7 separate regions of the Mus musculus genome follow, and regions 1, 3, 4, 5, 6 and 7 are each linked to region 2. A link is a contact called in public Hi-C, HiCAR-type, Micro-C and promoter capture Hi-C data. All regions are on one chromosome and are shown on one strand. Each heading gives the region's core, a stretch centred on a gene start, on an enhancer-like site or on the middle of the called end of the contact. The rest is flanking DNA. Distances are from core to core; before and after follow the strand shown. Region 1 holds the start of Bbs12 (Bardet-Biedl syndrome 12 (human)). Region 2 holds the start of Exosc9 (exosome component 9). Region 3 holds the start of Dcun1d1 (DCN1, defective in cullin neddylation 1, domain containing 1 (S. cerevisiae)). Region 4 has its middle 20 kb from the start of Gm36168. Region 5 holds the start of Atp11b (ATPase, class VI, type 11B). Region 6 holds the start of Spata5 (spermatogenesis associated 5). Region 7 holds the start of Mccc1 (methylcrotonoyl-Coenzyme A carboxylase 1 (alpha)).

Evidence for each region. Promoter capture Hi-C pulls out the DNA fragments that hold promoters and counts their contacts. A called contact is a pair of places that touch in the nucleus more often than the background predicts. HiCAR-type assays count read pairs that join an accessible place to other places. Capture Hi-C pulls out chosen DNA fragments and counts their contacts.
Region 1: a promoter capture Hi-C map of pancreatic islet shows a contact between it and region 2. The contact joins the promoter of Bbs12 here to the promoter of Exosc9 in region 2. A contact is called at or near these places in 2 of 39 promoter capture datasets (the C10 cell line and pre-B cells), 2 of 484 Hi-C or Micro-C datasets (CD4 T cells and rod photoreceptor) and 2 of 9 other capture datasets (liver and pancreatic islet).
Region 3: a contact with region 2 is called in a promoter capture Hi-C map of erythroid cells, with 6 times the contacts expected there. The contact joins the promoter of Dcun1d1 here to the promoter of Exosc9 in region 2. A contact is called at or near these places in 4 of 39 promoter capture datasets (the C10 cell line, erythroid cells, frontonasal cranial neural crest and 1 more), 2 of 115 datasets of contacts at active chromatin or transcription factors (bone marrow-derived macrophages and effector CD8 T cells) and 2 of 9 other capture datasets (adipose tissue and macrophages).
Region 4: a contact with region 2 is called in a HiCAR-type map of astrocytes, with 3 times the contacts expected there. The contact joins the enhancer-like site here to the promoter of Exosc9 in region 2. A contact is called at or near these places in 6 of 39 promoter capture datasets (3T3-L1-derived adipocytes, the C10 cell line, cranial neural crest and 3 more), 1 of 15 datasets of contacts at CTCF or cohesin (large pre-B cells), 4 of 484 Hi-C or Micro-C datasets (the HPC-7 cell line, cerebral cortex, nephron progenitors and 1 more) and 8 of 115 datasets of contacts at active chromatin or transcription factors (T-cell acute lymphoblastic leukemia, astrocytes, embryonic hindbrain and 5 more).
Region 5: a contact with region 2 is called in a Hi-C map of B cells, with 11 read pairs. The contact joins the promoter of Atp11b here to the promoter of Exosc9 in region 2. A contact is called at or near these places in 4 of 39 promoter capture datasets (cranial neural crest, liver and pre-B cells), 4 of 484 Hi-C or Micro-C datasets (B cells, CD4 T cells, myocytes and 1 more), 3 of 115 datasets of contacts at active chromatin or transcription factors (effector CD8 T cells, large pre-B cells and pro-B cells) and 1 of 9 other capture datasets (liver).
Region 6: a Micro-C map of embryonic stem cells shows a contact between it and region 2, with 5 times the contacts expected there. The contact joins the promoter of Spata5 here to the promoter of Exosc9 in region 2. A contact is called at or near these places in 7 of 39 promoter capture datasets (the C10 cell line, HPC-7-derived erythroid cells, embryonic stem cells and 4 more), 12 of 484 Hi-C or Micro-C datasets (the Ba/F3 cell line, CD4 T cells, CD8 T cells and 5 more), 13 of 115 datasets of contacts at active chromatin or transcription factors (the 230-238 cell line, astrocytes, effector CD8 T cells and 8 more) and 3 of 9 other capture datasets (adipose tissue, embryonic stem cells and liver).
Region 7: a contact with region 2 is called in a promoter capture Hi-C map of pre-B cells, with 4 times the contacts expected there. The contact joins the promoter of Mccc1 here to the promoter of Exosc9 in region 2. A contact is called at or near these places in 5 of 39 promoter capture datasets (3T3-L1-derived adipocytes, cranial neural crest, hippocampal neurons and 2 more), 8 of 484 Hi-C or Micro-C datasets (B cells, CD8 T cells, Th1 cells and 4 more), 4 of 115 datasets of contacts at active chromatin or transcription factors (bone marrow-derived macrophages, effector CD8 T cells, forebrain and 1 more) and 3 of 9 other capture datasets (adipose tissue, liver and pancreatic islet).

Annotation. Positions count from the first base shown.
Region 1 is chr3:37,310,529-37,313,949 of GRCm38.p6, reverse strand. Bbs12 (Bardet-Biedl syndrome 12 (human)) reads right to left here and starts at 1,396. Exons shown (of 2, transcript NM_001008502.2): 1 at 1,365-1,396. Cetn4 (centrin 4) reads left to right here and starts at 1,504. Exons shown (of 5, transcript NM_145825.2): 1 at 1,504-1,593. The coding sequence starts at 1,591.
Region 2 is chr3:36,550,655-36,553,867 of GRCm38.p6, reverse strand. Exosc9 (exosome component 9) reads right to left here and starts at 1,262. Exons shown (of 12, transcript NM_019393.2): 1 at 1,117-1,262; 2 at 739-833; 3 at 1-62. The coding sequence starts at 1,182.
Region 3 is chr3:35,931,034-35,934,276 of GRCm38.p6, reverse strand. It overlaps Dcun1d1 (DCN1, defective in cullin neddylation 1, domain containing 1 (S. cerevisiae)), which reads left to right and starts at 1,311. Exons shown (of 7, transcript NM_001205361.1): 1 at 1,311-1,492. The coding sequence starts at 1,490. Gm15952 (a long non-coding RNA gene) reads right to left here and starts at 1,199. Exons shown (of 4, transcript XR_880768.3): 1 at 1,110-1,199.
Region 4 is chr3:37,202,345-37,205,546 of GRCm38.p6, reverse strand. No RefSeq gene overlaps it. Among named protein-coding and RNA genes, the nearest start is that of Gm36168, 20 kb to the left of the region's middle. Within about 2 kb of position 1,411, at least 204 of the 459 cell types and tissues checked have an H3K27ac peak or open chromatin away from gene starts, as enhancers often do. A contact at or near this core is called in the HPC-7 cell line, astrocytes, cerebral cortex and 3 more, where this site is marked.
Region 5 is chr3:35,751,867-35,755,488 of GRCm38.p6, reverse strand. It overlaps Atp11b (ATPase, class VI, type 11B), which reads right to left and starts at 1,426. Exons shown (of 30, transcript NM_029570.4): 1 at 1,079-1,426. The coding sequence starts at 1,105.
Region 6 is chr3:37,418,554-37,421,756 of GRCm38.p6, reverse strand. Spata5 (spermatogenesis associated 5) reads right to left here and starts at 1,807. Exons shown (of 16, transcript NM_001163511.2): 1 at 1,257-1,807. The coding sequence starts at 1,416. Nudt6 (nudix (nucleoside diphosphate linked moiety X)-type motif 6) reads left to right here and starts at 2,161. Exons shown (of 5, transcript NM_001291044.1): 1 at 2,161-2,415. The coding sequence starts at 2,187.
Region 7 is chr3:35,999,010-36,002,436 of GRCm38.p6, reverse strand. Mccc1 (methylcrotonoyl-Coenzyme A carboxylase 1 (alpha)) reads left to right here and starts at 1,759. Exons shown (of 19, transcript NM_023644.4): 1 at 1,759-1,956. The coding sequence starts at 1,880. Mccc1os (methylcrotonoyl-Coenzyme A carboxylase 1 (alpha), opposite strand) reads right to left here and starts at 2,524. Exons shown (of 3, transcript NR_029456.1): 1 at 1,726-2,524.

The DNA.
Region 1 (3,421 bases), core at 147-2,646, 760 kb before region 2:
CTCGTCAGACTGTTTCCTTAGCTTTCTATCTGCCACGGGAGAGCAAAGTCAGATTATGTAAATGGCATACTGACTTCAGAAATTGTCTTTTCATAAGATCACATCTCATTTGCTTTTCAGGGGTTACGTTTAAAAGCTCTGCGTTTTTTTGATAGGTATAACTAGGATTTTCATCTCCTCAGAACTAAGTCTGGTGTCCTCTCCAGTCTACTCCTAACACTATAATCTAACCACAACACTCCACTGCTTAGCAGCCTCTCAGAAAATAGTCTTTACTCCTGTTTAGCACAGGGAGTTCCTATAAAAGTGAGTCACATCCTTTCACTTCTGTACTGAGAATCTTACAAAGTCTCCCTAACTCACTCACATAAAGGCCTTGTCCCCACACAGCACGAAAACCCACACTTCTTCCTTTCTGACTCATCTGCTGTGCTCAGGCCTTCTCTGTGCTTTTAGACTATGCAAAGCATGCTCCCTGTCTCAGTATTTCTAAGTGTCCCTCTTTCTGGAATGTTCTTCTTCAAGGAACCTACTGCCTAAGCTATCTTTAACCTATCATAAACCATAACCTCTAACACTAGAACATCCAAATTCCTAAATCATGGTGATGTAAGATTTATTTAGGTTTAGCAGCCTTTTGATAGTCATCAGATCAAATGATATTCAGGAATGTCTAAAAGGCAGCTTCCACCCCCCTCTCCTCCCCCCCCCCACCCCGGTGTGTGTGTTTGTGTGTATGAGCGCGGGAATGCCTGCCTATCTGTCTGACTAATATTCGTTTCTGGGTTTCAGAAATCTATTTAAAATTAGTATTAATTATGACTCTGAAAACTGTCCAAGTGTAACTTTTCGGATGCGATACGTGCCTTGAAAAAAAACCAATAGATTATAGGTAAATGATTTAATACTTTACTTCACTCACAAAATATTATGACTTTACATCCTTTGAGTTCCCATTGGGAAAACTTAAGGCAGGAAAACTGGCTTCTACCATAAGGACAAACTTACCCCAGGAACCTAAGGAGATTTAAGGATTACAACCTGAGTGTCTGCGACGTGAGGCAGCGGCTTTGGGAATGCGCCACGTTTTACTCAGCACACTAGGAAAAGATTGCTTTGCACTGTTTTCAGCCCAGGAGAAGGCCCACGCCGTCCTCGGTCCCAGGCTGGCGTCCCGCCCCGCAAGGACGCCCCCACCCACCCACCTCTCGGGCTCCATGCCGCCGCGCGCCCTCGGGCGGCTCTGGGCCGGAAGGCCGCAGGGCTGTTGGCCCGGTGTGTAAAGAGTCTGGGGACACGCGTGACGGAGCACTCGCCCCCACCCTCCCTGGCTTCCTGCCCCTAGGGTCCACGACCCTCCTCACCACGCGCGGATCTGCACAGCGCCGGAACCCAGCCAGTCCCGCCTGCTTGAGCGCGGTCAGAGCTCTCTTGTCTTTCCATTGGGCGCAATGGTCGTCAATCACGGAAGCTGGTGGGCGGGCTTGCGCGCTGAGCGCTGCTATAGCAACCGCCTGTCGGGAGCAAACGCGGGCCGCGGAGGGGAGAGCGGCTGTTGCGCGGGCGCGGGCAGGGGCGCAGGGAGGGGATATGGTGAGTGCTGTGGGACCCTGGTGTTCTTCCCAGCTTACTGCCTTCCGTGTCAGGATCTTTAGTAGCTAAGCCAGGGAGAACAGAGATGGGTCTCCCTTTCCATTTATCCACCAACGCCTGCAGTCTATGAGGGTTGGCCCAGCGATAAAGAGATACGACCCTGGGGCACGGAGACCACTGCAGACAGACTTCAAGACAGGGAAGCGAGCATAGCAGAGGCCATCAACCTCGGGCCACCAACATCCTGCGGGCCATCAACTCAGCCGCTGAAGGAACAGGAACCACTGAGGGTCAGGGAGCCACCAACTCATCTGCTGACTGGAAGTGGGGTACCTAGCTAACCACTGATGATCAGGGGACCAGCAATTCTTTCACGGAGAGGAAGGGGCCCACTGACTCAATCCTGATGGCCAGGGGCTCATCAACTCAGGCCACTCAAAGCTAAAGGGTCACTGACTTCTTGCTGAAAAAAAAAAAAAAAAATGATGACTCAGGTGACTTCCCTAGGCTCTAGAAGACCACTCAGGCCACTCAAAGCTAAAGGGTCACTGACTTATTGCTGAAAAAAATGGTGACTCGGGTGACTGCCCTAGGCTCTAGAAGACCACTCAGGCTCATCAACTCAGGCCACTTAAAGGGTCACTGACTTCTTGCTGAAAAAAAAAATGGTGACTCAGGTGGCTGCCCTAGGCTCTAGAAGACCACTCATCAGAATCTGCAGCTCTAGAACCAAGAATCCGAAGTGACCACAGCCAATAGGCCACTTAGATCCTCAGCCACCTCCAGGGCTTCCCCACTCCACTTGCAGAGAGGAGAATCTACAGTGATTCTGTGACCTACTTTGGTGACATAAAGAAGCAAACAGCAGACAGATCCTTCATCTTCCACATGTTGGGTGTATCCGCATAATTGGTCAAACATTCTCATGCGTATCTGTGGAGCAGACGTTCACCATAACCAGGGTTTTTTACTTTTGTGTTTTTGTGGTGCAGGATGATTGTGTTCTAGTATGCATGCCCCTGTGCTGTTTGCTGCTTTGTGGGTTCTTTTCTCTTCCACTCTTTCCTACTCTTTAAACCCTCTAATGCTAGATAGGAGAGAGAGAAAAAGAGTAGAGGGGAAAGGAATGGCGTTATCATTAAACTACTTCCTACTGATTAGGGGTGTAGAGTTCTTTGGGACAAGTTTGATCTTTGCTGCCAGGATATCTAACTTCTTTGCACAGGACTACTTAACAAACCCAACCAACCAACCACCACCAACAACAACCCCACCTCTTGAGGCCTCAGCATGTGTATACCTTCTGAAAAGTTGCCAGAATTCCAAAAGTCACACATTCGAAGAAACTATCTGCAGCTGACAAAATCACACCCCTGCTAGAGCACGAGGCAAATCATAGTCAGCTGCTGTGGACAGTCTGAAGCAGCCCCATATCCCACACCTGGGATTAGAATGAAAACGTATTCCCACAACATTTCTGTGTTTTTCAAAGAAAATAAAATTCTCACTACATCAAGCAAGTACTGTGATACATGTATGAGAAGTGCACATTTCTTAAAATAATACTGTTCTCATAAGCTAACTGCACTCTGATATACCACACAGTTTTATGCTAGTTTACTTAGCTGCTTCTCCCTTCAAAAGCTCTAGTTTTAAGAGGGGGAAAATCTAAGAGAAAAAAAATGCCCACATTTTCTATCAAATTAATAATTGTGGTTAGGAATCTCGGGCAGGACTGAGAGTTCCAGGGCAGTCTGGGTGCCCTAGGGAGGCCCTGTTTCAAAAGATGGGGGAAAAGATGTTAATAACCTAAAGTATTAACAAGGGG
Region 2 (3,213 bases), core at 13-2,512:
TACCTTCCGTTGCCCTATTGAGTTTCGGAGAAACAAGTTCACAGGAAACCTGTCCAAGGACTCTGCAAAAATAAAGGTGCAAAGCAGTCAACTAAACGTACTTTCTTTTCAATTAAAAAAAAAAAAAAAAGGGTGACGAAATCTAAAATAACAACAACAACAACAAAAACCTAAACAACACAATGTGACATAAGAGGCAGAAATTACATATAGAATGTGGTAAACTGGACCCAGCAACCTGCCTACACACACACAATAATGCACATACACAATAATAAAGGTTTTTTTTTTTAAGGGTAAGTAGATTTCACGCAGAAATAAAAAATATTGGTATACACAAAAGGATGACAGAAAGGAAATCTCTTATTTCTTACATCATTTGAGAATAAAAGGGAAACTGAGGCTTACTGATGACATGATCGATACACTCCTCACACTAGAAAATGAGACATGCAGATAACCTGTGTGATCAATGTTAGCTGTCTACATGATTTATAATGGTCATACGGAACTATGATACTCATATAACAGAAAGCACTAATGGTTGAAAGTTAAACTGCGCACAAAACTAAAAAAGGCTGGCATTAAAGAAACATATTTCTCATCAGAATAATGATAATAATAAGAATAAGAATAAGAATAGCACGTTTGGAATTCGGAGCTGCTCAGTAAACAACCGAGTCAGTATGTTGTGATTTTCACACCTCCTGTTGCATTATCTAACTTGAATCCTGTTACCTTGTTTTTCCCAGTTCCACAATACAGCATCCATAATCCGTTCCGAATGAGATCCTGATGTTCCTGTAATCATAGGTCTGTCTGCCGTCCAGGCGCTGTAAGCAAACACCATTTACTGCTTTAACATATTTATGAGTGGCAACTGTGTCTGTGTGGTCCTGGTTCCCAACGTCCCTGCCACTGAATACTGCTGGCTTAAGGTTCAAAGGAACTGGTCAGGGTCAAATACTGCCCTGAGGCTTGGGGAATGGGGAGAGTCCACACTGGGCAGCCCCCGAGTCCACACCACGACCACACAACAGGCCGAACTGACAATGTATCCACGGACAACCCGAGTCTACACCCAAAGCCACGGTGTTCACACCGCAGGCCTCGCACCTTCTTCTCCTCAATTGCGCGGAGCAGGAAGCGGCGCTCACAGTTGGAAAGCGGCGTCTCCTTCATAGTGGCGGGCCACGCAAAGGATGAACGGCACCGAGACAAGTCCGCACACCGGCTTCTTCCCGGCGCGGAAAACCGACGTCATCCAGGCGCAGGCTCGGGGGCGTGGTGTGGGCGTGGCTAGAGATCGGGGGCCGCTGGGGCCGGTACAGGCAGTGTAGCAAATCAACGAAGATTTCCCGGGTTGGTCCTGCCCGGCATCGCAGTGGAGATTAGCATCTGCAGTGCAGTCCTGTTCCTAGTTTTTTATTGAGACAGAATCTCACTCTGTCTCTGACTGAACTCAACAGAGACTTACTTATCCCTACAAGTCGTAACAGTTCTTGCTTTGGGGGTAGGAAACAAAGATTTCCCCAGCTCTTGGGTCTGGATGTCTACCATCTTCCAGGCTGACCTAAGTATTGGGATTCCCTGGCACTTCACCACAGAGACAGTCTACTGAGGATGCTGACTTTTGTCAGAGAAAGATGGAAGGGTGGTGCGAATCGGTGGAGAATCCTTGTAAGGGCTTGGGGCGGATGGGGAGGATGTAGCCGACTAAAGGTGGTTCACATGGGACCTGAGGACGGGAAAACAAGTGAAGTGTAACGTCACTGACTGGAACCTCGTTTACTGCTTATATCTCATTTTAAACCGACAGGCTTATTTTTACAGACAGACATGTGTCCTCCATCTGCTGGCCGGTGTCCTGATTCACCCACATCAAGAGCTGGTATTTGACAGCTTGCGCAACGAGTGAGGCAGCAGTAGGTGATCCTTTAGTGCCCAAATCTTCTGTTTCTCCTTTTTTATTATTGTTTTTTTATTTTAATTACAGAGTCTCACTGTGTATCACTGGAACTAACAGAGATCCACCTGACCCTGCAAAGTTGTAACAGCTCTTGCATGGGTTTAGGAAATAGGGATTTCCCCCAGCTCTTGGCTATGGCTAGCTAGCAGCTTCCAGGTTGACCTAGTTTTTGGGATTTGCAGCAACAATGAATGCTACAGCTCTTGGCCCAGGGTCTGAGACCTTGGCCCCAAAGATTTAACAACTCTGAAACGTTCCAGTTGTCAGGACTGTAGTTTCTGGTCTTGCTCTCTGTTCTCTCCAGCTGTCCCTTTTCTGTGCTGCCTTTCTTCCAGTCCCGGCTGCTTTTGAACTATTCAGCTGCTGCTTCCTCGGCTGTCCAGCTGCCCGGCCTTGCCATTGTCTCAGCGTGGCCGCCAGACTGCACAGCTGCGTATGCATCACCGCTCTCAGCTGCCCCAGCTGCTTTTCCCGTTGCCCCCTCAGTTCACAGAACAGAAAGAGAAAAGTTTCCTTGAATCAGATGCTTCAAATCCAGAGAAGACAGCACAGGGTAGTGCCTTCCAAGCATCTCACTAGGTGATCCTGAGCATACATCTTCTATTTTTCTGGATTTTTTTTCCTCTCGTAAATATAATGGTTTAATTATGGAAAACAAAGAAGTTAATGTTTTTCTACCATTATTCTTCAGCGTGTACTAAATCAGTATACCTTTGAATTCTACTGTGTTAAAATGTTTGGTTTATGGGCTGGAGACGTGCCTTAGAGTTAAGAACTGTTGGTCTTCCAGAGGATCTGAGTTACCAAACACAGCAGTCACATGGGGTGATGCACAACTATAACTACAGCATCGTGGGATCCTAATCACTCTTCTGGCCTCTGAGGATACGGTGCACACATGCATAAACACAGAGACATGCACTCATACACAAGTACCTCCATCTTAGTAGTATGCAAATCTCCTTTTATCCTTATCATTGAAAATTAGTTTATTTGTTTGCTGATTTTCTTGTTTTTGTTAAAAGATGAGAACAAGCTGGGCATGGTGGCACACACCTTTAATCCCAGCACTTGGGAGGCAGAGGCAGGCAGATTTCTGAGTTTGAGGCCAGCCTGGTCTACAGAGTGAGTTCCAGGACAGCCAGGGCTATACAGAAAAACCCTGTCTCGAAAAATAAAAAAAAAATTTAAAAATTAAAAAAAGATAAGAACAATAGTCAGGTGGTGGTGGCACTCTCTAATCT
Region 3 (3,243 bases), core at 62-2,561, 620 kb after region 2:
CTTAGACTAAGGGAGATGGGCAGTTCTGATATTTAGCTTATGTGATGAAAAAGCAGGGGAATGCAGGTTTAGGGATAAGATTTTGGCTTTGTAGAGCTTTGGGGGGGTCTGTGGGATGAGCAGAATTTGTGCTTAGGGCATGCCGCTGCCGAGCTTTAGATAAGATTTTGGACTCACTGGGATATGGGCAGGGTCTAGGAAAAAGGAATATATGAAGAGATTCAGGGATGGTTCTGGAAAGCCCACCACTGAAAAGCCAGAGTTAGCTAGCAAAGAAGAATGGTAAGTGAAGGGGAGACTATAAATAAATCAAGTCATGAAAAATTATGGGAATTCTAGGAGGACGTGTTCAAATTCAGGAGAGAAAGAGGTCAAGTGGAACTAAGAATCACCCCTTGGAGTTGGCACTTAGGAAAAAAAGAGCTTTAAGAAAACCTACAAGCTATTGTTGCAATAGTCTAATGAAGTGTAGCAAGAGACTGAGTCCTCTTCGTTAATATTTTAAGTTGCTAGGCTGAGTTCCTAGAGAATAACCACAAGTGTGATCTAGTTTCACCCTTGCTACTTGGTATTTTCTTAGGGCCTGGCGAGAAGATGCCACATCAGCGCACACACACGCACACGCGCGCGCGCGTACACACACACACTCGCATTGATGGTGTAAAGAATGAATGGGTGACAACAGGTCTGCAGTGCCAAAGATCTGCCTCTGCAGGGCTCTGGGAGCCCCCACCACGTGGCTAGTTCTAAGCAGTAGCAGGAAGCTCCGAGGAGGAGTGACAACAGTTGTTTTAACAGAAACTTTAAGATTGTTAGCTTCTAGGGGTGATCTGGTGGTATTTGCCGGTGGTAAAGGGAGACCCACGTTTGGTGATGAAGATGCGGATGACATATATAAACCTGGGCAATCTTGGACAGCTTTTTCTATGTGCCGTACCTTTGTTTTATTTCCTCTCTCTGCAGGGAGTACTGTATTTCCTTCTCCTTGCAGCACACACTTGTCTTCTGGCCCACAGCTCAGCAGGCAGGCTAGGTCAAGCTTGGCCCGTCCACCAGGCATGACAGTGGCTCTAGGCGCAATAGTCTCCCGGATTCTTCCAAAAACTTACCTGGGAACTCTGACGTGGAGCTATTAGGAGCGCACGGAGGACAGGACGCGGCCGTGACGAGGGCGCCCTGAGTGGGGGCGCAGGCAGGGCCCCGGCGCTTCGTCCTCACTGTGCCCGCGGCCGCCCGCCGCGCGGGTCTCAGCGTGTGTCCGCAGCCCGGGCTGCCGGGTCGCCCGGCCGCTCGTGCCACGGATGCCGGCAGGCCAGGCCGCCCACCCCGGGGCCCGCGCCCTCCGCCTCCCGCGGCCCGGCCGCTCCGCGGGCCGCCGCACTGCGCATGAGCGGGAGCCCGGCGAGCCCGTGAGAGGCGCCGCCGCCGCCGCCGCCGTCCATTCGCTGCGGAGCCGGAGGAGGAGGGGAGAGGTCCGGAGGACACCAACATGGTGAGGAACCGCGGCGCCGTGCCGCCCGGCCCGGGCCCCCGGCCCCGCCGCGCTCCGCTACCGCTGCTCAGCCGGCGCCCAGCTCGGCCCGTCCCTCCCCGGCGCCGCCGCTACGCGAGGGCCCGGCAGCGGAGCGCGGCGGGGCCTAGTCGCCGGAGCGGGGCCGGGCGCGGAGGCGTTGGGGGACGGCCCGCGCCCCATTGTGCGGCCAGGCGGCGCCTGGGCAGCGGGCCTGGCGCTGCCTGGTCCCGGCCGGGCCCCTCGGTGCTGGCGGCCCTGGCGAGCCGGCGTCGGCCTTGCTGGTCCGCGCTGGCGCCAGGCGCCAGGCGCCCGGGAGTTGGGGCGGCTCGGCTGAGGCTCGGTCCCTGCGAGGGGACTGGGAGGCTCCGGGCTGCGGACGGAAGTGCAGCCGGGGGACCCGAGACCTGCTGCCTTCCGAGCGCCTGCTCTATGTGCTTGGGGTGGGAGGAGTAATTGCTTTATTATAGCAGTTAGGGACCATTTGTGATTCTTAAGAAACAGTTTGTCAAGTTGCTCCTCTCCTGGTTTTTGTTTGGGTGAGAAAAAGTCACGGAAGCTGGAAGACGCTGTGGTGAGCTGAGTCCTTTGTCATTAAGTACCTGGCGCTGCTGGTCACTGCTTTTCAGTTTGGAAGTATACAGTCACACCTTGTTGAAGTTCCCGGCTGGCTGCTGGGAGAAGAGTAAAAGTGATGAGGTCCTTCGCTCCGGAGAGCTGAAAGGCTTCTTTGGGGAGGGTGTATGCCCAGTCTTGAGTCGTGGGGGGTTGATTTTCGCTCAGTGACACTTATATGGCCCCAGCCTTGGTGTCATGTGTTGATTATGTGTTTAGGTCCCAACAGAGTCAAGATTTCTCTTCTGTGCTTACGTTCGTAAAACTTTATATTTGTAAGGAAGTTCCGGTTAGTGTTTGGATTGAGAGTACAGTAAAAGTTCAGAGACCCAAGAGAGAGTTTGCAGGTTCTCCTTTAATTATTTGAACAGGCCTTGGATATTACTCCTGAACCCCCAAGAGTTTCCACTCTCTTACTGGGGTGCTTTCAGCAGGCTAAAATAATAGAGTGCGCGTCTCTGATGGACATTCATCACGAGTATGTATGCAGTTTCCCACAGTCCACATCAGACACCTGCCCTCGAACCCAGTGCCTGCCAGTGCTCATTAGGAATATAGGATTCATGCCGTTTCAGTGAGAGCTAGGGTTAGGACTTGTAGCCTTCTGTTCCTTTGGTTAATATTAAATCAGCTCATTTTGGAGCTTAGCCATACGTCATGCAATCGTACTGGTTGTGGTTCCTGGTTGTTAAGATGTCCTTAACTTAAGGCACTTTCTATGCCTTTACTCATTTTCTGTCACATGTACAGTCTAGGTATGATCTTGTTAGTTTAGAAAGTCAATATGGGTCCATAAGAATCTTATAGTAAAAATATTTCATTATAAATTTATAGTTGTTTTCCTAGACGTTATAAAATGGTTTGGTAAGACTGTTAGGAGTTTTGTTTTTGGTATGTGTACCACAACTAATTTCTACAACACAAATTATTGTCCGTTTTAGGAAAGACATAATAATAGATTATCTCACTTATTTTTATAAGGGGGAGGGAAAAAAACCCCACAAGCTACCTACCTCTCATACTCACACAGAGACCAAAAATAGCCCAGGGCTGGGATCAAACCTAGGCAGGGTTTCATGCTTGATAGGCAAGTGTATTTTAAGAAGTATTCAAAACAT
Region 4 (3,202 bases), core at 162-2,661, 650 kb before region 2:
CCTTGCAATAAGAGAGAACTTGCCCAAATGTGATTTCGCTGTTGTAAATTCTGCCCCAATTATAGCCTGACTTCCTCCCTCTCAGGAAGCATTTCATAAGCATCGAGGCATTCTGTCTGATAAAGTCGTTCTTTGCCCACATGAAAGGACTCTGCTCTCTGTGGAGAAATCTCAAGCCTGCTGAAGAGCAGTTGTCTGGGGCGACGACCACAGCTTGTGTGTTTGGTTGGGCTACGGGTCCAAGAGCTGCCTTTCTTCCTAACTCTGTCACTTCATAAATCACAACAGGACTCTTGGGTTTCCAGAGCAAAATGTGGGGTAGAGAGCCCTGGGGTTCTGCTGGGGACCCCAGAAACCACAGGCTGCTTACAGAGCAAAGCCCCAGTGTATCTGAGCACCCAGCGCTCCTTGGACCTCATCTCAGAACAGGAAAGTGTTGACTGAAAATGTGTCTGGGGAAGGGTCGATCCTGCTCACTGACACAATCTGGTCCGTACCAGGTATCTATCACCGCCTTCAAACAAGGATATATTTGTAGTATCTGATTTATTTTCAGGGTTGTAGTTTTAGTAAAATTTTATTAAGAAGTAATACGGCATCCAAAAGCTAGTTTGCACTCAATAGTTACCTTCCTAGTTCTGATGTCTTTCTAGATTTTGAAGAATATTAATGCATTTGCACAAAACATTATTTTTCACTCCTGAAACTGGATCACTGACACGTTGCAGTATTTGTGCCCTCCAGGAGAGGTCTCCCCTGACAGTGACAGGCACTTGCTCCCAGGGAGAACCCAGTACACATGAGATGCTTTCCAACTTTGTATTTATGAGTCCAGTTACTTCGATAAACTGTGCTTGGAATACTATGCCCAAATCAGACGTTCTCCTCTTGCTCTCAGTGACGCGAATAACACAATCCCCTGTGTTTGTAGATTTCTCTTAGCAGAGGAGGAAACTTGAAAGAAGTGTCCCAAAGTCCCCTCCCAGCTTCTACTCCTTCAGAAATATTTCTGGTCTTCTTTTGTTCTTTCAAATGTCCCTTTGGACGAGATGTTCACTGAAGCGTTATGTGCCTCACTGGAGACTGATGTACATCGCTAACAACGACAGAACCTCCTTTGGGAGCGTCCAGGACGACTGGGCAAGGTAAACCGTTCCAGGAAGGCGCTCCTTTCCTGCGGGCTCCTGAGGTCTGTGCCATGTATCTTTGGTTACGCTGCTCAGATCTGATGAGGAGAGAAAGGGTCAGGGTGGGGCAGCAGCAGCTGCCGCCTCTCACAGGGCCACAAAGCAAAGAACAGGAAGCTCTGGCAGGGCAGGGTTCCCCACAAGCTCCTTGAAGGCTGGCAGCTCCTCTTTGGAGCCCGACTTCCCTTCATCGCTGTCTCCTTTACTTCCTCTTTCTACCAAAACACTAACGACATTTTACCACAAGGGGGCAGTGCAGGGGAAGAAACCAATCATCTGACTTGGTGCGTCCTTAGGGAAATTATTCTGTCAGGAGCTTGATCTTTTCTGTCCTCCTTCCTCCCTCCTTACAGATAATTCTATATTCAAGCCAGAGTTTCCATGAAGAAGTCGTCAGTCCCACAGCTTACCTAACAGGGTCCTGCGACATGCGTTCTGAAATAGGCTTGCATTTGATTAAGATTGATTGATTTGATTTGCCTCTTTTGGATACAAGACATAAAGCAATTATGATTATGAGGTATTTTTTAGAATTATCTGTTTCAGGCACTATTGTAAGGATATGCAGAGTAAGGAGGCCTCTGAATGTAAAATCCATTCTCTGTATACATATATATCATTTGACCAAGTCCCCCAGTTAGTGGGAGTTAGACCCCCTAAGTTGGCACAGCTGGGTGTTTCCTGAGGACTTTAGCTATAGGATATGGAGGTGACATTATGATCTCTAAGTGGCTGGCTTATGACAGGGGCTAGACTTTCGCACTGGTTGTAAATGTCTTATTGTTCCAATTGTGCTGGCAAAGAGAATACGTTATGACCACAGCTCAGCCATAAAAGCAAACTGTCACTATTACTTAGACCTTAAGGAGCACTACGGGGGCTCCCTGGGAATTTATAGAAAATGGATAAAATCAGGTTTGCAAGGCTATTTTTAGATAAGAAGGCGCCAGGAGCAACTAAGGATCTGGCCTTTGTTCTACCGAAAGAAGCCTGGATAGACTGACCAAGGACCTCACCAGGGAGGAATCCCCAGAAAAGCAACAGGAAATATTTGAAAGACACAGCAGGGTTGCTTGGATGCCCTAGTAGAGCAGGGTTTCCCTAGTATCTAATCCGCCATCAAAGATTCACTAAAACTGAAAGGAAAGGAAGTGCTTAGAATAGCAGAGGAGTCAGGGAAGGCCAGGTCTGCACAGTTTGCAGAAGGGAGGGAGCGTGCTTCAGCAGGCACTGAGGTTAGTCCTACGCTTATGTGCAGGACCATCCATAAGAGTACATCTCAGCCTGAGGAAAGGACAACACTGAGTACAGAGCTCAATCATCGCCCCCCCCTAGCATTCTGTGAGGAAGTGGATTTTGAGTGTAGCTGGTGTGATTGACAGCCACCGGGCCGTGTCTGGGTCTGGATCCTTTACTATATCACCGGCTCTGGGGATAGGGTGTGCACCCAGAACAAAGTAAAGAAAAGCAGGATTTAGCTCTGCCTCTGAGTGTTGAGTATAATTTGTATTTTTCCTCCCTGCTCATATGGCTCTTGCTCTGGGGCTGTGTCCTGGGTCCCTTCAGCCCAGCTCTACTGTGAGTTCCCAAGGGAGCCTGATATCAGTAGAATGAAGCCATTAGGCAGATAGATTGAGTTTTGCCACCAAAAACTTGGGAATAAGGAGATCCATATATAGTTTAATGGCAGGTTAGTTAGCATTGTATCTAAACTCCATCCCCACAGTTACCTGGCAACAGCCAGTTAGGCCTGACCTACTATAGAAGGGGCTGCTTGCCCCCCTCCTCCCTCTCTTACTCTTGCTTACTGCTTGCTTCTCTCTTGCCATCTTGGGCTCTTCCCTTCCCCCTCTCTCCACATGCCCATGGCCATGGCCAGCTTCTACTTCTTTACTCTCTCCCTCTCTCTGCCTTTCTCTGCCTCTACTACCCTCTTAACTCCCCTTCCCATGCCCTGAATAAACTCTATTCTATACTATACTATTGTGTGGCTGGTCCCTCATGGGGAAGGGATG
Region 5 (3,622 bases), core at 177-2,676, 800 kb after region 2:
CACCCAAAACATCAGATAAAAAGGTGTTAAATCTTTTGTTTACTTGACGCCTGAGAAGTCAAAAGCAGATCAGATTTGTAATAATTAACTTCCTTACTGTACTGGCTTGCCACAAGAAAGCAAGTGTGGATTAAATGACATCATTAGCTTGGATTCCCAATAAAGCTGGAATACTTCAATTTGCAACAGTTAGCTAAAAATAAAGACCTACCATTTGTATGAGGGAGTGGCAGGCGGTTCTAGTTTTATTTATAAGATTTCTTTATTTAAGAATGATGCTTACTGTAAAATAAACAGGAGACTGACTGAAATACATACTTTTTAGTTTTCACCTGAAAAACTGTTCTACCACAAGAAAAAAGAATGAAGATTTTGGTCTCAAAACAGGACATTTCTGTTTCTCTAAGATTTATCACTGCCTTGAAACCTCGTAGAAAAAAAATACTGCAATTGGTACAATTTCAAAATTAAACAGCATATAGATTAGCATTCCTAGAACTGAAGTGATGTCTGCCTTAACTGTCATTGTCGCCTTGGCGTTGTTATTTTCTGGGCTGCAAGTGCCAAGGGACATGAGAGATTTTCGTCTGTGAATGATTTCTGAGAAAGGTGACGCTTTTTAGACACTTAAGTCACTCTAGGGTTTTCTTTTTCTTTTTCCAGGTAATACAGTAATGTTCAAAAGTTAAACCACTGGCTCCTAACCCGTGCGTTCTAACCGCCTTGAGGGGTGGGTGACACACAAGAGATGCACAGAGAAGTTGCACCGGTCTGCGGTGAAGACCTTTCCGGCGCGCCTTCCTCCTAGGCCCAGGGCGAGCTTCCGCCGGGAGGCCGAGGAGGACCCAGACCTCCTCCGGAGCCCGCACGAGCCTAGTTCGGAGTCCGGGGGAGCCGCCTGACCCGCGCCCCGCGCCGCTACCTCCGCCACCTCGGGGCCCGCGCGGCTCGCGACCCTCAGCGGCCGCAAGCTGCAGTGCATCCCCGCGCTGTGCGGAGCCCGGGCCGAGAGAGAGCCGCGCGCCCCCGCCGCGGCCTAGCCCTCGCCGCCCCGCCGCGCCACCCAGCCCTCACTTACCAGCTGCTGCCGGACCCAGCGCCACATGCCCCCGCCGTCGCCGACGCCGTCGTGGCCCGCCGGACGCGGGACCGAGCGGCAGCAGGTGGAAGAGGACTCCGAGTGTGACCGGAGCAGGCGAGCCCCTCGGGCTTAAGTTCTGCTCTCTGCTGTCCCCGCTTTTCTACCCGAGTCGGGTCCCCATCCCGCCACCCCGGCCCGGAGGTCCTACAGGCGCGGCCTGGCTGCCAACCGCGCCCGGCGCAGCACTACTCCCCGCTGAGCCGCCGCCACCTTCATCTCTGACCGTTGTCACCCGAAGCACCGCCGCCCCCACGGCGCCGCCCCGCCCTCGCCCGCCATGGGCCCGCCCCCACGGCGCCGCCCCGCCCTCGCCCTCCATGGTCCCGCCCCCAAGCCCTGTGCCCCTCCCTCACCTGCTCTGGACCCGCCCGCTTCTTTACCTCTCGGAGGCCCACCCTTCCGTGTTTCCGCGCGGGTTTGCCCGCCCCTTTCCGGGGCGGTTTGTCGCGAAAACGTGAGCGCTGTCAGGCTCGCCGGCTCTGTGGGCCTTTTTCGAGTTTTTGTATCTTGGCCGGCTAGGCTGTAGCAACTCCTCGAAGAGGAGTTGGCTCTGCCCTGTCACAGATCTTCCCCCTCCCCCACCAACCCCCCCCCCCATCCACCCCAACATTCGGATCCACACCAGCAAATGTATGTGACCAAAAGGTCTGTGCCCAGACCATTAAATTATCAAAGACTTACATTTGGAGAGGGAGATGATTATGATCAAACTAAATTGTACAAAATTCTTATAGACTTGGTAAAAAAAATTTTTTTAATTGTCAAAGGCATTTAATTGCTTCACACATAACTCAGCGAGTAACCAAAGTGGACTAATATTGGGGAAAGTTTGAGATTTCTCTGTGAGAGTCCAGCCTGCACCTCAATTTCTGGAGCTATTGCTGAGTTCCTATCCTGATGAATTAAGCTGGAAAGGCTAAGGGGAGAGACTTTCCTCGGAAAGCTAATTGCTAAGCATGCAATGAAAACTACCTCCAAAGTAGCGTGACCTCTCTAACAAGGGTGTGGATAACTTTTAAGAAGGCCCATACAAGCAACTGGAACAAGTTTATACTGTCTAAAAGCAGCCACCTGTTCGTCTTCGTCGTACTCTCTTTTTCCTGAATTAAAACACGTCACCATCAGACATTTGTAATTTGAAAAGTAACATTCTGCAAAAACCTAAATCTAAGCTACGGTGATTAGACAAATCTGTCTTTTGGTTTCAGTAGTCATGTCTTAGTTAATCCAGCATTGCAATTAGAGTCTTTCAGTTATCTATGGCCTATAAAATCTGCAATGGAGCCCTTTAATCCCTTTTTAATCCCTGCACTCGGGAGACACAGGCAGGCAGATTTCTGAGTTCGAGACCGGCCTGGTCTACAAAGTGAGTTCCAGGACAGCCAGGGCTATACAGTGAAACCCTGTCTCGGGGGGGGGGGGGGGGGACCTGCAATAATTTTTTTTTAATATTATAAATTACCCAAATTTAGGACAGATATTTAAAAAGAAAAAGGAACCTTCGTTTTGCTCTTATGCCCGACCCTTACTCTGTGACACCAGCATAAAGTTACTGGAATGCTTTTAGAGAAAACAAAATGTTACTTCCGTTCTAAGGCAGTGTCCCAGAACCCACTGCGTCAAGCTCTACCCGATACTCTAATTGGGTCTCTGAAGTACGTATTATCCCGATTGTGCAGATGGAGAAGCTCAAGTTAAATAATTCGGCAAAACTGTGATTTGGATTATGGATAATCGGACAGTAGAACCTGTGTTCTTAAGCTATATTCCTAAACAAACTTACTTCTCACATCTCGTTTCTCAGTGACTTGGTTACAAAGTAGGCCTGGAAATGTTTTATTTATATGCCACCAAAATTTGTCAAGAAAACCTGTAAAACAGCAACCTAGAGGATGCATTACATATCATTGAACTGGCTTCCAAATTTCTAAAGGTGGAAGTGGACAGGGGGTGGGGAATTAGGAAGGAGTTGATTCGAGGTGTTATGAGGCAATGTGGCAAAAAGCAGCTCAAATATGTGAAGACCATATGAAAGTCCAAACTGTCAGGAACAAAAATAGCAACAGGGCAGTGTTTTGCTCCAAACATTTTCTACCAGAACCATAGCATGGCCGAGCATTTTTATACTATAGTTGTAATTCTTTAGTGGTGGTAAAATCTTCTCCATGTATAATAATCAGGGTTTTTTTTTTAATTAAATTTATTTCTTGGAGGTAGGAGTATGTGCCATGTGGGTGTATAGAGGTCAGAGGGATCAATTCTCTGAAATCTTGATTTCAGTTGTATGTGTATGCTATTGGGAACAAACAAAAGAAACTTGCCCTAAGTACTGACATTTTGTTTTTAACCTCCATTTAACCATAGGGGGAAACTAAGTTCAAGGTCCCAGGCCCTAGGGGAGCTGGGGACTTCCCAATAGCTGAATGCCTTCTGTTGTAAAGAGACACTTGTCTGGGTCCAGCCATCTCAAGGACAACTTTC
Region 6 (3,203 bases), core at 558-3,057, 870 kb before region 2:
ATTTCAGAATCAGATGGAATAGAGAAAATAACTGCCAATGCACATGGAGAAAAACTAGGAAAGTGTAACGGTAAATAAAATAAGTAGGAAGATGTTTTGAGGAAGAAAAGATTAACACTGGCAAAGGCTACAGAGTCAAAAGGCGAGTAATGAAAACCAGCCACTGGATTTGACAACACGGAGACTATCTGTGACCATTACAAAGCAGTGCCCAAGAGACCATGGCATGGAAATTGTGGTATGTGACTGACAAGCATGCAGAGAACACTCCATTTAGTGAGTAGACAATTAAAAGGTACAGAGAGAGGGGGGTGGCGGGAAGACACTGTGAAACCTTTCCAGTGGTGTAAGGCAGTAGAGAATTGACATGTGTAAATGACAGTGGGAAGGAACTACTTGAAAAGCTGTTGAATCTGCAGAACAGAACAAGCTGTATCCTGATTGCTAAGGCAGATTAAACACTGTGCTAATGCTAAGACAGTCTTGACAATCTTTCTGGACACACAAAAAAAACTATGTCCCTCGTCAGTCTGCTCCACTTTTCAGAACCACTACACATCATACAAGCTAAAAGGTTTACCAAGTAGCTCATTTTTCAGACGTGAAGTCTGTCCATTCACCAAGCCAACAAAACTCATCTCAGACAAACAGCTCCGGAATCAAAGAGACCTGTACTCCAACACGGACTCTGCCAGCCACTGGTGCCTGGGTACCTGATATGCGACTCCGTTAGCCTTTTCTGATCTGTGAGATGGGGACCTGACCTTTCCGTACTCATTTTGACCACAGTTTCTGTGAAAAACCAGAGGAGCGGCACACGTGACGGGATAACTTAGGACTAACACCAGGGTGCGACTAGTCAACAGCAGTAACTAAACGCTGCCGTTGTCCCTACAGCCAGAGCGCTGTTAGGCAGTACGCGTTCATCGTCACAAGTTAGCGTTTGAGCGCAGGCTAGGCTCACTAGGTAAGAACCGTTTTTGCCGGGCTGACTGGACAGTGAGTCTCCAAGGAGCCAAGGCCACCTCGAGGGTTGCTAGTCAAGGTCCCGTGGCGTACGCCATCGCCAGTGCTCCCGAAGTACGTATGAAAGAGGAAAAAGTAAAAAGGCAATCCTCAACTTTTTGCAAAGAGGGCCGGGCGGGCGCCTCGGGCCGGGCCGCCTGGCGGTCCGCGGGCTCCCGCGTCACGCCCACCTCCACACGCCGCGCTCCCCTCAGGCGCCTCAGCCCCGCGGCTGCCCGCGCTTTCCTCACCTTTCTCAAGGAAGTTGGTCACCACCAGCATCCCCGGCGCCGCCGGGCTCGGCTGGGCGAAAGGAGTCGAGGTCCCTGAGCGGGACGGAGCCGCAGAGAGCGAGGGCGAGGCGCCCTCCGCGCCCTCCTTCTGCCGCTTTCGGTTCTTCTTGGAAGACATGACCGCAGGCTGTCGGAGAAAAGCAGCCCCGAGCCGGCTCAACGTGCGCGGCACGGGGATCAAACTTCCGGGTCAGAGGTCAGCGGCGCGGCGCGCACGCCGTAATGCTCCGCGTAGAAGCGCCACCCACGAGGCGGAGGCGGAGAGCGAGGGTCTCGCAAGACACCGTTTCGGAAAGAAAGAAGGGCTAGGCGTAGGCACCGCCGTTGACGTTATGAACCCTTGAAAAGTGGACTTCGGCTGTTCCGCTGCTTTGCCTAGTCCCGAAGCGAATGTGGTTGGGCTTAAAGTAACAACAACAAAATCCGAAAGTTTCTCCTCTCTGTTCCAGACCCGTCGAGGACAGTCAGCTCCACTAAGCTCTACCAAATGGCAAGTCCAGCTCAAGCTTAGCGGGTGGAGACACGTTTCGAGAGTTTACGGTCGGCCCTCCTCCCAGCGAAAAGGGGCGGAGCGAGCTCCGGAAGAGGCCTGAGAGTGTTCGCCGCGAGATGGGGCGGGGCGATCGCCGGAAAGAGGTGAGGTTGCACGGGGTCACGAGAGTGGGGCGGGAAGGGGCGGGGCGTGCTCCCTGGAGGAGACAAGGCTACGTCAGGCGATGTGGGCGGGGCGGGAAGGGGCGGGGCGTGCGCCCAGGATGAGACCAGGCTACGTCTGGCGTGGTAGACCGGGCAGGGCTGGAAGGGGCGGGGCGTGCGACAGGGAAGAGATGCTACGTCAGGCGATGTGGGCGGGGCGGGAAGGGGAGAACGGAAAGGCTAGGTGCAGCCATGTGGTGGGTGAGGAGGACCCGCTACTGGTTCTCCACATTGCTTTACGCGGGCGGAGCCAGGCTCCGGCCGGGGCGGCGCACAGCCTCGGGCGGCCTGGAGACCCCGGGCTCCTGCGGGGCCGAGCTACAAGGCGAGCTGGACAGATTTGGGGGCGTCTCGGTGCACTTGTCGCGGCACCATACGTTGCACGGGCTGGATGCCGCCGCCTTCCGGAGGCTCTTGCAGGGCAAGTGCGGGTCTCGGGCCCCGGAAACCAGGGCGGAGCGTGTGGGCTCTGAGGTGAAAGCTGAAAGGACACCCAGCGGTCCTCTCGCTGTGACCTGGAAGTGCCCTCAGCCACGTCCCGGCCCGAACCCTGAATGCTTGCCCCTGAGACTGACACGGGATTCGCAGCGCCTAGCACGGTGTCGGCCACGCCTTTAACTCTTAGTAAACACTGACAGCCTCACTGTGTGCTACCTTGCAACCTTAGTTTTGCTGCTACTTGGATTCTGCCACATGCTTTGCCAAGCAAAACGGTTTCCTAACCGGGATGGGTGCCAGTGCTTGCATCTACCCACAGAGCTTTGCAGTTTTCAGTAGGAACACATCACTGGTACATCACTGGCTTTGAACGGTGAACCCAGTTATCTGAAAGGATGCTTGTGTGAAGGAGTCCCCCTCACTTTGGGATAAGTGTCTGATTTGTTAGAACAGCCTGTTTTTCAAACTGAAGGCATAGCATGGAAATTTAGCATGGAATGGAAAAGATCCTTTCACATAACCAGGAAACCACAAATGATCTTTATTCTGTGAGCAACAAACACGGCAAGTTAGCGACTCTAATGCTGTTTAATCTTCAAACAAGGCTATTTAACATCATCTCTCCTGCTTATAAGTGCTTAGACTTCAACACTTTCACCAGTAGGAGAATCGAATCAGTTCATCCTCTGATATGTGCACGTATATGGATGGGCACAGGCATTTGCCATACTTAGATAGTTTTTCCCAGTGGGAGATGATAATCTAAGCACC
Region 7 (3,427 bases), core at 510-3,009, 550 kb after region 2:
TCCAGCATCTATTTTAGTAAACAGTATTTTCTTGTAAAATCCATTTCATTTCTGGTTTGTCAAAGTTGTACAAAATCAGCTTCTTGTTAATTTATTGTTTTCTCTATATTTGATTTCCCTACTTTTAAAAGTGAGTTCCAGGACAGCCAGGGACATATATATATATATATATATATATATATATATATATATATATACACACACACACACATATATATATATATATATACACACACACACATATATACACACACACACACACACACACACACACACACACACACATATATATATATAATCAAGACCAGTGTGGTGGTGCACACATTCAGTCCTAGCCCTTGGGAGGCAGAGGCAGGCTCTCAAACTCTGTGAGTTAGAAGTCAGCCTGGTCTACATAGTGAGTTCCAGGACAGTCAGGGCTACATAGAGAGACCGTGTCTCAAAAAGAAAAAAAAAAAAAGTCATGTGAGATTTTTTTCCTCTTTATTTCTTGCTTATTTGGAGGCCATGTTCACTTTTTTGCTGTTTTAAATATATATCTTACATTCATTTTAAGTACAAGATGAAAACAATTTCTCCCCACGCCCAGAAAACAGTGTGTGGTTTTTTTTTTTTTTTTTTTTTTTTAATATGGAACTCTTCACACCTGAAACAGCGTAAAAGTAAACAACTAAATGAAAACCTGAGGAAATATTAACCTCTATAACTAGAGTTCTTATAACTCTGTAGGAAAAAAAGATATCCAGCCACACAAACAAAGCCAGTGGCAAGTACTCCCAGGGACGTTTTGAAACTATGTGATGACTCTACCGATAAAAGTCTAAACTTACTCAATATAAGATATCCTTCCTGAAGGAAGGAATTCATTTCTGGTGAACTCCAGAGGGATGGGTTCTCTTTTGCTGGCCAATGGGCCAGATAAGTAGGAACCTTCTCGAAAATACACAAGCAAGCCAATTTGTATCCAGACTTTCTAAAAGTTCGAATCTTTCAAGAAAACATCTTAGATTTTAAAGACAGGTGCAGGACTACTAGCCCAGACTGGTCTCGAACTTGGTCTGCAGGTTAGGATGGGCTTGAACTCCTGATGTTCCTGCTTCCACTTGTGTCCCCTTATTTCTAATTATTTTCTTAGTTCCTGGATTTATTTGTCCTTTGGTGTTAGTTTTCTGATTTCACTAATTTATTCCTCTTTACATTTGTTTTCCTTCTGCATTTATGTTTGTTTTTCATATCTTATTTATTTTGGTTTTTGAGGGACAGCCTCAACGTATTGCTCAGGCTGGCCTGGGACTCACTGTCTAGTCAATCCTGTCACTTACTACAATCCTTCTGCTTCAGCTTCTGGGATTGCAAATATGCGCCACTACGTCCCATTTAGTTTTTGCACTTATAACCCTTCGATTGGCTGTTTCACTTACTGTGTTTTTCTCCCCCATATGAGCTCTGCCTCAGCTGTATCAAATACCTACACATAGCTTTTACTGTGTCTTTGTTTCCTGCCACGCAGTTTCCACTGCCCCTTTTTCCTGATGTTTAGTGAGAAAGCTTGCATTTTGCTTGAGTGGTGGTTTGAGGGGCTGTGCATTTTCCTCTCATGCTCTGTGCTAAAAAAAAAAAAAAAGAAAAAAAAAAAAACCTGGCCCCGCCCCTCCAGATGGAGCCCAGCCCCTCACAGTTCACTCCCCACCCCCCAGGCACATGGTCCAATCAGCCAATCGGTACCTTGAAACACCCAGTTTTGTGATTGGCTCTTGCGGAGACGCCTACTTGCTCTTCGGAGCTACGGTGGCGGATCGGGGACAAGAAGCTTGCGCAGGGAGGGACGCTTTCAAGAATAAGCCAAGCAGCTTTTGGAATCCAGCAGAACAGCGCGGAGATGGCGGCGGCGGCGTTGTTGGCTGCGGTGGACAGGAACCAGTTGCGACGGGTCCCGATCCTGCTGCTGCAGCCGAGGTGACTCAGGGGTACTGCCGGTCCGTGCGCGGCCCGGATGCGAGGCGCTGGGTCACGTGAGAGCAGCCCTTTAAGTGCCTGTGTGTAGTTTTGGTAGGCGCTGTCCCACTTCAGTCTTTGGCTCTTCCTACAGACTCTGCCACCTTGGCTGGTTTCTGATCTGGGCACCCCGCACGGTGCTGCAACCGAAGATGGCATACGTAGCTAGAGGCTTGCACCAGGACCCCTTTCCCAAAGTCGCTTTCAGCTTAGCTCCCTCATTTTGAGTGCAGTTCAGAGAAGGATTTCTAGAGACCTTTCCCATTGCTGGGAAGAGTCAAATTAATGAGGGGTGAGTTTTGTCGAACGCTCTTGTTCACAAGTTTGAACAAAGCTGGCAGATGACTACCCCGGATCCTTTTGGAAACGAAGCTCCACGCTTTGACAACAGTGAAAACCCCAAGTCATGTAGATAGATTACTTCACCATAATCATCACCTCCTCGCATTCTGAAAAACGTACTGGCCCAAGGGCAAGAACTGCCTGCAGAAGGTTGGGTTCCCAGCTTACCTGTGACCTTGGTCGAGTTACCTAATATCCGTGCTTCAGTTTCTTCTGCTTGGAGGTGATGATACTTGTATCTAGCAGAGGTAATATAAAGACGATACTAACCCCCTCGTATGTCCAAATCAACACGTGGATAAAAATTTAAACACATCATGGTCCATTCAACAAACAGTGGTCGATGCCCTGGATTTTCGGTGAATACTAAAATGTAGGTCTTCACCCTATATTTTAAATAAGAAAGATGGTGAAAGTTGTATTAGTGCTGTTTTTCTTCCTGTGAATTTCCTTAGGTTCCCAAGAATACCACAGAGTCATTCTCCTCTCAAGGCTTAGTTATAGCTGTCATCCTGCTAATAGTTTTTAAAATTAAAACTCTTACCAGCATGAGAATTTTACCTTTTCTTTTTTCTTTCTTTTTACCAGCCATGATTCCTCTAATACCTCAGAGAAAAGAATTTGATTAGTCAGACTCTACCCATGAGAATAGCGGCTGTCTTAATTGGTGAATTATCTCCTGGCAGGCAATTTACTCGTCATGTTTAAATGTTTTGAGATGTAGCAAAAAGAGCTTTGAAAAATGGGATAGAGAAATCAGAACATTGTCAAGATAAAGGATTGCACTTAAGGAGTGTGTCTGACTGCCTGACTCAGTCTTCACTAGCTGAGAGGAAAAAAAAAAAAAAAAACATTTTAGGCTATCAGTGGTCCCAGGTTGGATACATGACAAAGCTGTGATTTCTTAGGCAGGACTGGAAAAGCCTTAAACCCTAACTTACCTGGAGAGGTCAGAGGGGAAAACAATGCTCCAAGCTGAAAAATTCCTTTAAAAGACCAGGAAAGTTAAGTTTTCCTCCTTGAAGAGCAAGAATGTGGGGTGGGCTGAATTGGAAAGATTTGTAAGAGCACCAGTCTCTGAAGAAGCCAT